Regions from separate parts of the Mus musculus genome. Here region 1 is linked to region 2. Evidence: chromatin contacts called from public Hi-C data. All regions are on one chromosome and are shown on one strand. The core of a region is the stretch at or near the end of the contact, and the rest is flanking DNA. Distances in the headings are between cores, read along the strand shown.

What was found. A called contact is a pair of places that touch in the nucleus more often than the background predicts.
Region 1: a contact with region 2 is called in a Hi-C map of differentiating embryonic stem cells, with 2.4 times the contacts expected there. A contact is called at or near these places in 13 of 39 promoter capture datasets (the 3T3-L1 cell line, the C10 cell line, the HPC-7 cell line and 9 more), 15 of 484 Hi-C or Micro-C datasets (B cells, ECoMG myeloid progenitors, the G1E-ER4 cell line and 5 more), 21 of 130 datasets of targeted methods (the 230-238 cell line, the SCID.adh cell line, T-cell acute lymphoblastic leukemia and 8 more) and 3 of 9 other capture datasets (adipose tissue, liver and macrophages).

The regions. Positions count from the first base shown.
Region 1 is chr19:6,923,449-6,928,547 of GRCm38.p6, forward strand. It overlaps Catsperz (cation channel sperm associated auxiliary subunit zeta), which reads right to left and starts at 1,932. Exons shown (of 5, transcript NM_001039494.2): 1 at 1,844-1,932; 2 at 1,346-1,658; 3 at 75-151. The coding sequence starts at 1,861. It overlaps Kcnk4 (potassium channel, subfamily K, member 4), which reads right to left. Exons shown (of 7, transcript NM_008431.3): 3 at 4,834-4,960; 4 at 4,546-4,706; 5 at 4,170-4,356; 6 at 3,643-3,782; 7 at 2,214-2,927. The coding sequence ends at 2,535. It overlaps Gm46646 (a long non-coding RNA gene), which reads left to right and starts at 3,712. Exons shown (of 2, transcript XR_001782645.2): 1 at 3,712-3,807; 2 at 4,456-5,099.
Region 2 is chr19:6,662,447-6,667,772 of GRCm38.p6, forward strand. No RefSeq gene overlaps it. Among named protein-coding and RNA genes, the nearest start is that of Gm32245, 98 kb to the left of the region's middle.

The sequences.
Region 1 (5,099 bases), core at 682-3,181, 260 kb after region 2:
ACTTTCCTGAAACCTGCCCATCTGCTGCTGCCCACTACTCAACCCCAGTAGTCTCCCCAGTAGTATCCTCCAACCCTGTTCTGCTGCTCTGTCCAGTAGGTTCGATGTGGCTTCCATAGGCTGAATATTAGTGATTCTGAAGTAGACGATGCTGGAGAAATGAAGAGAGAAATCGGTCTTGGTCAGGCTCCTGGGTCATGGTGGGAGTGGGGTTCAGGGAATAGCTGCAGCTACACCCTGCATCAAAGGTCATAGGGGACACTGGTTTCAGCCCTAGGCTTTAGAATCCCACCCGGCTGAGATCCAGAACCAACTGTCCCGCTGTGTGAGACTTGGAGTCATTCATAGGAATTCCCTCTTGTGAGAATTGTGTGCCCTCTGAAAGTGTATTGTTGGGAACTGAATGCAGGGCATTGTATAAACTACGAAAGAACTCTACCAGTAAGCTATGTTCCTCAGTCCAGAACAGTCTCTTATGGCAGTTGTGCCATGCAAAGGTCACAGTACAAGAAGTCCTATGCTTATGTAACAAGTTTAATATAAATCAATTGTTATATCTGTATCACTCTTGTTTGTTTAGACATGTTCCCACAGTGTGGACCTAACTATCCTGGAACTTGGTATCTAGACCGGGCTAGCTTTGAATTCACAGCTTCCTGAATACTGGGTTCTTATCAGTACTCATTGCTTGATGAAGGTGGAAACGGACGGGACAGAGGATGGACACATACACATCTCAAACAGTGCTTGGCATACTGTGTGTAACCCCAACACTCAGGAAGATACCAAGATCCAAGGTCATCTTGGGCTATACAGTGAGACTCTCATTCCAAAAAGAAATACAAAGCAACAATAAAGTAACTATTGACCAAAAGAGAGACTTCCAAACAGCCAGATCCCAGCCAGGGAAGGAATTCTGTCCTTTCAGCTGGTGCAGTGATGAAATTAAACGCACAGGTGAGGGAGGGCTCGAAATATGCTTAGTGGTAAAGAATTTTCCTACCAAGAGTGATGTACTCGGTTCGACCCCCAGCACCACATTAAGATAAAAAGCAAAACAAAACAAAACAAAACAAAAAAAACAAACAAAAAACTGACTAGGTCTTCATTGACCTGCTTGCCTGTGCGTTTCCCGGGTTCCTCGTAGTAGGACGCCTGCCCGGTAGGGGGAGCTCAGAGAATGTCTGAGTTAAAGCGTGAACGGTTCTCGCCTGAGCCCTCTCCTAAGAAATCCTAGAAACTTGGGTTTCTATGGGCTTACCCCCATTTTGCAGGAAGGCACTTTAAGACCCGGGCTAGCCCCACCCTTATGGCACACCCATCGCCTCGGCGAGGCTATACTGACCTAAGGAGGTCTCAGATTCTTCGTGGTCCTCCCCATGCTCCAAGGACCTGCCATGGCACAGTTCAAGCTCTCGACGTGCTTGCTGCTGGATCTCCTCTGGCTCGAGGTTGAGGCTGTCCCTAATAGAAATGGTCTGGCTGTACTTGCGAATCCTGTTTCTTACAGATTTGCCCTCTTCGTCGAAGTCCTCGCAGACGTCGGATACCGACACATTCGCTGTGGACATCGTGGCCGTGCTCCATAGGTCACGAACATCTCCGTACAGGCTGGATCTGACCGAGCTGCGGCGATGGTTTGCGTGTTTGGGCACCGGCTGCGGGTCACACACAGGTAAGGTAGCCAAGGAATTCAGGGAGCTGGAGGGAGCAGGGAGACTGGACTGGGATTGGGGACTCTAGGAGAGCTGCCAAGCCCCCAGGCTGAATGGCAGGTTACTCTAAAGACCTGAAGGAGTACTAAGGTTCGTCTGGGCTTGGGGAACTCGGGCAGACTTCTTACTTTGACGCTTTCCTCCATCGTCCTGCACCAACGGACCAGTATCCACAGGGCTCAATCGAGAAGGGAGGGGGGTCACGCTCCAGGAAGGGGGAGGGGCAGTCTCCTCCCGGATGGTTATAGTGGTCTCGCGGGAGGAGACTTCAAACTGCAGATTGCATCAAGACTCTAAGTTGCTCCCACCCCCAATATCAATGCCAAGACTGGAAGTACCCAGTCCAGTTTCGAGTCCGGGTCTCCTCCAGGCAGAGACAAGAGTCTGAATACCTGAACTTAACCAAAAGAGCATGACTTGTCCGGTGTGGGGGCCCAAGGACGGCAGTGGGCCTGATATAAGCCCATGGTGGCGCGAGAAAAGCACTCGCACACCCACTTGGGACCCAGGAGCATGCACTCGGTAGTGCAGAGTTTTTGTTTTATTGGTGCAGGTTTTGAGGCACAGTTGTGAGGTGTGAGGGTCAAAACCGGCAGGGGAGCGAGGCAGAAAGCCTTGGATGGTGGGCTTTGGAAATGATTGGATGTGAAGAACCAGCCAGGGAAGAGCGGTGGCATTTGGCAACCACTGGACTCCTGTCAGGGTTGCAACCACGTGGAACAAAAGAGGGACGGCTCTTTGGTCAAATAAGCCAAGCATGCCTGAGCATCAGCAAGAGCGAAAGCCCTGGCGTGGGATCCGGGTCCAGAGATCCTGCCCCTACACCGGCACGGCCTTGTCTCGGAGTCGCCCAGGACCCCGGGGTCTGGAAGGCTTTTTGGATGGGTTGGGTCGGCGGCGACCCCGAGGAGCCCGAGGCAGGGCACAGCCACGCTCACTCTGCGTGTCTGAGGACTCGTCGATGAAGGCCAGATTCTCACTGGGGTAATCCAGAGCTGAGGCCGTGGGCGGGGACGGAGTCTCAACCTTCTCTGCGGGTGCAGGGGAGCCGGGCCTGCCGGCTGGCTCAACAACAGCAGGCGGTGCCGGCAAAGAGGAGGGCAGGAGTGGTTGCTCCTTCTCTGGCGGCGGGGCGCTGGGCCCAGTTCGCTGGGTCACTCGCGCTGTCACTGTGCCGGTCCAGCTAGCAGCCTGTGCCGTTAGGCCACCCATCTGCACAGAGAGGAAAAGGGGTCGACCCATTGCAGCTCCGAAAGCTGCCCTTTTACCAATTGCATCCACCTTTTTGCCTGACCCTTGAACCTCAGCCTGTGGATGATCCCAGAGCCACACTGTCCCTTCCTGCATTGGCCCAAAAGCACTCCCTTCTCTAGGAACCTTTCTTGAAAGCCTCGGGTTTGTTTCAACCTTCACTGCCTCTCTGTATTTGGCTAGCAAAATGCAGATAAATTACAAAACCAGGACGACTCATGCAATATTTGGGACATAGCTTAAAATCGTATTCGTTGTTCATCTGAAATTCACATATAACTGGCCTTTCTAGTTCTGTTGTTTTTGAAACAGAGTCTCATTCTATAACCCAGGCAAGTCTAAACTCGCAGCAATCCTCCTGATTCTGCTCTGCTTACAAAGTGCTGGGATTTACAGACATGTACTACCTACCACCTTGCCTCTCTGAGTTCTTATTTGCTAACCCTGACAGCCCTATCTATCCACGAAGAACGAGGTGGTTGAGTCTCTGACAAACCTGAATTTACTCCAATGTTCCCGTTAGCGCACCGTCCGGGTCTCAATGTCAGAGAAGCCCACATTTTGGAAGGGAGCCAGACTGGCCAACAACCCCTGTGCCCGGGGATAAGGGCACAACACAAGAGACATGCATGGCGCATGCGCGGCAGCGAACAACTCCTGGAACACGTAGAAATACCTCTGCCCGAGTTCGGCGGGACACTGCTCGCAACCAGTTGCCGATGGTGGTGAGCACTGAGGCGAAGTAGGCTAGGCCAAACAAGATCCAGAACCACACCAGCGGCTGGTAGGCTGGAGAGTTCTGCCCGGTGCCATCGCCTAGACGGTTCAAAGGGAGGGAAAAGTAAGTTGATGGGGGGTGGGGGGGAGGCAAGCCTGTGAGCCTCTGGACCACTGCCTGTTTCTGCACCTTAAGAGAACGTCCCTCCCTAGAAAAGAAGGGAATGTGCTATAATGTGTAGATGTATACAATGAGTGTACTCCAGTCGTAACTGTATAAGAGCATGCAAGAGGGGGTGAACTTAATATATGTGTGAGCAGGCATGGGACTCAGGCATGCAAGATGTAAGTGGGCATCAGGGGCTGCCTGCTAGAAGAAAGTATGGTGTTCCAGGATTGGTGTGGAAGCTGGGGCAAATGCCCCACAGTAGTGCATAGGCGGAGTGCAGGAACAAAGTACTTAATGCTGGGCAAAGGCAGACTCACCGGGTACATAATCGCCAAAGCCTACAGTGGTGAGAGTCACTATAACAAAGTAGATGGCTTCTAACTTGCTCCAGCTCTCCATGTAGGAGAACACGAAGGTAGGAGTGAGGACAAAGAGCAGGCAGCCGATCAGCAGGAAGAGCACTGCGGACAGACTTCTCACCAGCCCCGGTGGCACATGCCACTTCTGTGGGGAAGGGTGGGAGATAGAGCCATTGAGATGCCAGTAACCTACAATTCCATTCTCTCACCCCTCTCACCCCTCCCTACCCCCATTCTGGCATAGTGTGTGAGAGGCTCCTGCTCTCTAGGAGGGCACACTCACTTGCCAGGGACCTAGGGAAGAAGACCCTGTGAGGGGTGCAGTGCAGCTCACCAAGAAGATTGCTTCGATGTGGCCGATGCCCCGGCGCAGAGAGGAGCCCAGCCGGTCCCCGACTCCCGCCAGCAGCATCCCGAACAGTGGGATCCCCACCAGTGCATAGAAGATACAAAAGAGACGCCCGGCATCTGTGTGTAAGACTATATTGCCATAGCCTGGATGGAGAGGGCAGTGCAGAAATTCTAAGTGCCACCTGGTACCCCCTGCCTCTCCCTGCACCTTCCCCCACAGGGAAACTCCTTGCCCCTCGCCTCCCTCCACATGCCCCGTCTCCACCCCCACCGATGGTAGTGATGATGGTCCCCGAGAAAAAGAAGGCGCTGCCCAGGTTCCAAGCTGATGAGTGGTTGCTGCTATTGGTCCAGCTGGTTTCTGGGTTTGCGCCCCCTCCCAGGGCTTCAACCAGGAGCTGCAGGATAAGGCGCATAAGGAGGAACCTCAGTCCTTCCCTCCAGCTGGGCTAACTCCCAGCCCCTCCCCCTTCTTTGCACATCTTACTGACTGTGTGTGTGTGTGTGTGTGTGTGTGTGTGTGTGTGTGTGTGTTTG
Region 2 (5,326 bases), core at 70-2,569:
AGGGTAAGGGCAAAGGTCAGGGAAGGGAGGGGCTCAATAAACACTGTGGATTATCTCTCTCAGAATGAGTGTTGAAGTTTAATCCCCATTATGAGAGATTAAGAGATACAGGGCTCTCCCTCCCAAGTGGATTAATCCACTCCTGTGATTAATGGATTGATGAGTTAGTTATCTCCAGAGTGGCCCTGTTATAGAAGCCAGCTGGCCAGATCTCAGGAGAGCCCTGCTTCTTGCCATGTGATGCCCTGTGCAACCTTGGGATTCTGCCAACAAGAACATCATAGATGCTGCCCCTTGACCTTGGACCAGACCCATGAGCCAAAATTAACCTCCTTTCTTGATTGCTTACCCAGCCCGTGGGTTTGTGTTATCAGCAACAGAAAAAGACTAAGACAGAAGGAATGTGACCTTAGAGCTAAGTCCAGCCCTGGACAGATCCAGGGAGGCTTGGGGACATCAGTTGTACACGAGACTTCTCCAGATCTGAGGGAGGGTCCAGCTTCCTGGCCATTGCATTAGTTAGCCATTGACTGTGGGCTATATCCAGAGCCTGCCAGACATGGCCCTCCGTGGAGGGCCCTTCACCACAGAAGGGAGATCTGGTTGGGATGCCAGGAGAAACTGCCAGACAGAGCACGTATGTCCCAGAGCGCAGCCGTCTCCTCTGCTGCCTCAGGCTTATCCACTGATCAATCACCATTCCACTGTCTCTGGTGCGTGTCAGTCACCCATCCAACATGTCCCCAAGTAACAGGGGACACAAATCAAGTTCTGAGAGATGCCTCACTGTGATGACACCCTTCTGGCTTCCTGGAGGGGAAAACAAAAAACAAAAACCTTCCCCATCCCAGCCTACCTCTGGGGTGCCACCCTGACAATCCAGGGGGGTCATCTAGGAGCCGAATGGCCGAATGGGTTCGAAGCCACAGTGTTTCCTTAAAGCCTCCACTAATAAGAAGCAGGTTCCCCTGCGACCCGAGCATGAGCTGCATTTGAGCCCTGAGCTGCACCTCTCCCTCCTACCCACATTTATTCTCCAAGCACTGCTCCTGCCCCCACCCCCAGGCAGTGGTGCTACACTGGGAGCCAGGAACCAAGTGGTCGAGAGCGCCATCTGGTGGGTGAGAGGGCAAGTCACTAGAAGGGACGGGAGAGCCAGGATTGCGATCCATCTATCCCCATGCCTTATCGCAGAGAAGGCTAGGCAAGGAGCTAGGCTGCAACGGAATTAAAGGAAAAAGAGGAAAGGGAAGAGGGGCCAAGGAGCTTCCCCGGGGATGCCTGGACACCTGTTCCAGATGCCTCTGCCTGCCACTCGAGGGAATGGCAAATCACCCAGGACACACCCAGGTCACGCCGAGGTCAGTCTCTGCCCTTTCTCTCTCTTCTGGAGCATTTAAATCCGGTTTTTGTTGGTTGGTTGGTTGACTTGTTCTGAGGCAAGGTTTTATTTAGCCATGGCTTGCCTTGAACTCCTGATCCTTCAGCCCCATTCCTAGCCCCCACCCCCCACCCCCACCCCAAGTTCTGGGACCACAGGCATGTGCCACCATACATGGCTAAGGGGTCATGTAAAAATCCATTTGCAGGCTCATAAGATGATTCAAAGTGCCACAGAGACTGATAACCAGTGAATTCAATCCTGGGGTTCCTGCAAGCTGTCCTCTGACCACCACCACACATATGCACTGTGGCATGAGCAGGCACGCATACAGATACACATACACCAGATAAATATACACTTATTTTTCTAAATTCTGTCTGTTTATTTACAAGAAAACTGGTAAAAAGGTTTTCAGAAAAGGAGCCACGGTCATCTTCACCATCAGCAGCAGTATCCCCTTTGAGAAGGTTCCAGCTAGTGGGGTGTCTATGTAACCTCTCAGCCCTTTAGGGATCCCAGAGTCTGCTAAGCTGGCTAGAGGGTGGACGTCCGAGCTCTGACCTTCCCCTGTGCAGACACATCTGTGGGGCAGAATGGAGGCACTACACGGCTGGAGATGACACATGCCCTGGGCTCTTGCCCTCTGGTTCTGAGAAGGTGAGAGGAAGTGGCTCCATCTGCCCAGGAACACTTGTTAAAGGCGTACAAAGAGACCACCAAGTCTTTCACTTCTCAATTTATACACTTCTCCAAAAGCGTGGTGGTATCTAGAGCTAGCGGGGCTTTGGGGTTTGATCTCATTTTTTTGTATTTTTCAAGTTAAAATGCAGTTGGGAGCCCCAGGCATTGTGTGCCTTGGGACAGAAGAACATGTCATCCCCTGTGAAGAGCAAGCTCGATCAAGCCTGCACTGGGGGGTCTGCACACAGCGCTGTGTGGGCGCCACGGATCCCTGAGTGTCTTGCCATCCTTGCCTTTCTCACTCCCATGGCTCAGCGGAGGACCTGCCACAGAGGCAGTCACAACCAGCAACCTAAAACAGGTGCTGTCTGGCCCTCCACAGAAAAGGTTGGTCACTGGGCCAATAAGATGGCTCAGCTGGTAAGGGCACCTGCTTCGAAGCCTGATGACCTGAGTTTGGTTCCAGGGACCCACCTGGTAGAGAGGATGATTCTGCAGGCAGTCTTCTCCGAACACCTCACACGTGCTGTGGTGTGTACTACACAAGCACGTGAACACAACCAAAAGAAATAAATGTTAAAAAAATAAAAGGAAAAAAAAAGAAAAGTTGGTGACACCTTAAAAATTACAACTACACAATTACATGGAAAAATTACAGTGAATTGAGGTCTATGACATGAAGGTCCCAGCCAATGGCACCCAGGCAATGGAGAGGGAGAACAAGCCGTTGTTCCCTCAACACAACAGTTCACAACAACAACCCTAGATGGAAGTGGAGGTGCCTACAGGTGCCAAGTGGACCAACATCCACACAGGTGATGGAGATCAAGCCTCCTTCCCCAGGGCAGCAGGAGAGGAGGCCCAGCTGAAGCCGGACCCTGCACAACACCAGAACAGGCAGCAGGAACCACAGCTTTCACAAATAGGAACTAGAAAGACAAAAAAGGGGAAATGCTATTAAAAAGCTCTAAACGTAGCTGGGGGGCCTCGGGGGGTAAAGGCAGAACGAGGCCTGATGACCTGAGCTTTTATCCTCAGGACCCACACGTTAAAGGGGAGAATCGACTCCTCCAAACTGTCCTCTGACTTCCACCAGTGCACATGCGTGTACACACACACACACACACACACCTTTAATCCTAGCACCCCGAGTTGAAGGCCAGCCTGGTCTATACAGTGACAATCTGCCTCTGTAAAAAAAAATAAAATGAGTAAACTAGCTAGCTAACTAAGATGAGTCGAGGATGATGACACAGGCCTATAATCCCAGTCCTCGGGAGATGAAGGCAGAAAACCAGAAGTTCAAGGTCGTCCTTAGCCTGGAAGCGACTTAACTCATGGTTGGGCTGGGCTTCATGAGACTATGTCTTCAGTTAACTCATGGCTGGGCTGGGCTTCATGAGACTCTGTCTCAGAGGGGAAAGGTTAAAAATACGAGTGGAACTTGGGGTAGTGGTGGCACACGCCTTTATTTAATCCCAGCACTTGGGAGGCAGAGGCAGGTGGATTTATGAGTTCGAGGCCAGCCTGGTCTACAAAGTGAGTTCCACGACAGCCAGGGCTACACAGAGAAACCCTATCTTGAAAAACCAAAAAAAAAAAAAAAAAAAAAGAGTAGAACCTGAGACATGAGCAGTATGCTGATTTATCTTTATTTTAATCATGGGCGTCATGTTTAAATTGTTTGTCTGGGGGGTTGTTTGTTTTCCAGGCAAGCTTTTCTGTAGCCTAGGCTGGCCCCAAGTTCTTCATCTCCCTACCTCTAAGATGCACCAGTCTACCTCAGTGGCTCAGGCAACACTTAGTATCTTCGAGCTCCAAATCCACGGATTTAGCAAACGTTTGAGCTAAACTATTTAAAAAAAAAAAAAAAACCCCAGCATTTGTACTAAATATGAACAGACTTCTCTGTGCCGCTATTCTCTATTTACATAGCATTTGCATAGTATTGGGTCTTAGCAGAAATCTAGAGCCATTTTAAACTATAAGAGAGGATGCACCTAGGTTATATGCAAATATCATGCCATTTTATGCAAATAAGCATCTGCAGATTCCGTTGTGGGGAGGGCACCCTCTGCAGATACTGAAGGGCAGCTTTGTGTGGTTTAAGTATTCAAGGAGAAGGTGTGCTGAGCGCTCCTTTAATCCCAGCCTCCAGGCTGAGGCAAGCAGATGGTCTGTAAGTTCAAGATCAGCCTGGTCTACACAGCAAGATCCAGGTCTACACAACAAGATCCAGGTTAAGAAGCGAGCCCTGTTTTAAACAAACAAACTATTATTTATTTAAGTATAAATATTTAAATCAAACAATAACTTTAAAGTTTTTAAGATACATGAAAGGCAAGCAGGACAGCAATGCCTGCAATCCCAACACTCACAGAAGTCTGAGACAGGATTGCCACCATATCAAGGTCAGCCTGGTCTCCATAGTGAATACCAGACCAACCTGGGGCTGGAGAGATGGCCCAGCAGTTGAGAGCACGCACTGCTCTTCCAGGAGACCTGAGGTCAGCTGCTAACACCCATGCCGAGCAGCTCACAACTGCCTGTAACTCCAGCTGCAGGGACCACCCCGGGACCCTCCACAGTACACATGCGGAAATCAGAAGCAACCCTCAGGAGTCAGCTCTCACTACTATGTGGGTCCCAGGGATCAAACTGGGGTCGTTGGGCTTGGAGGCTGGCATCTTTACTGGATGAGCCATCTTGCTGCCCTGTGGTTTTTATAATTTTGTACACAGAAGCTCTAAGCATATCTGAAAAGACAAATCAACGAAACGGTGCTCCATTTGGCATCGCAAGAGTCTAAGATCAGGGTCAGCAAGATGGGTCAGCAGGTCACAGTGTGTGGAGGTAACAATAAACATTAAAAAAAAAAAAAAGACAAAAACCACAACAACAAAGAACTGTGTCCCCTCACTAACACTAGCCGCTGTTGGCGGATGCCTCCCCAAATCAACGCCCACCTTCTTCGTTGCTAGCAGAACCTTGACACTGTTTAGGTATCAAACCCACTTGCACAGACTTGGCAAAGATGCAATCCAGCCAATGAGCTGGGGGGATGGGAAGAGAAGGGGAAAGGTAGGATGGGAGAAGGCACTCCAGGAAGCGTGTCTGTGCTAGTCAGCATAGGTCAGCTGCTGTAACAAACACACCCCAGACCTCTATAGCTTAACACAGTGCTAGTCAGCATAGGTCAGCTGCTGTAACAAACACACCCCAGACCTCTATAGCTTAACACAGTGCTAGTCAGCATAGGTC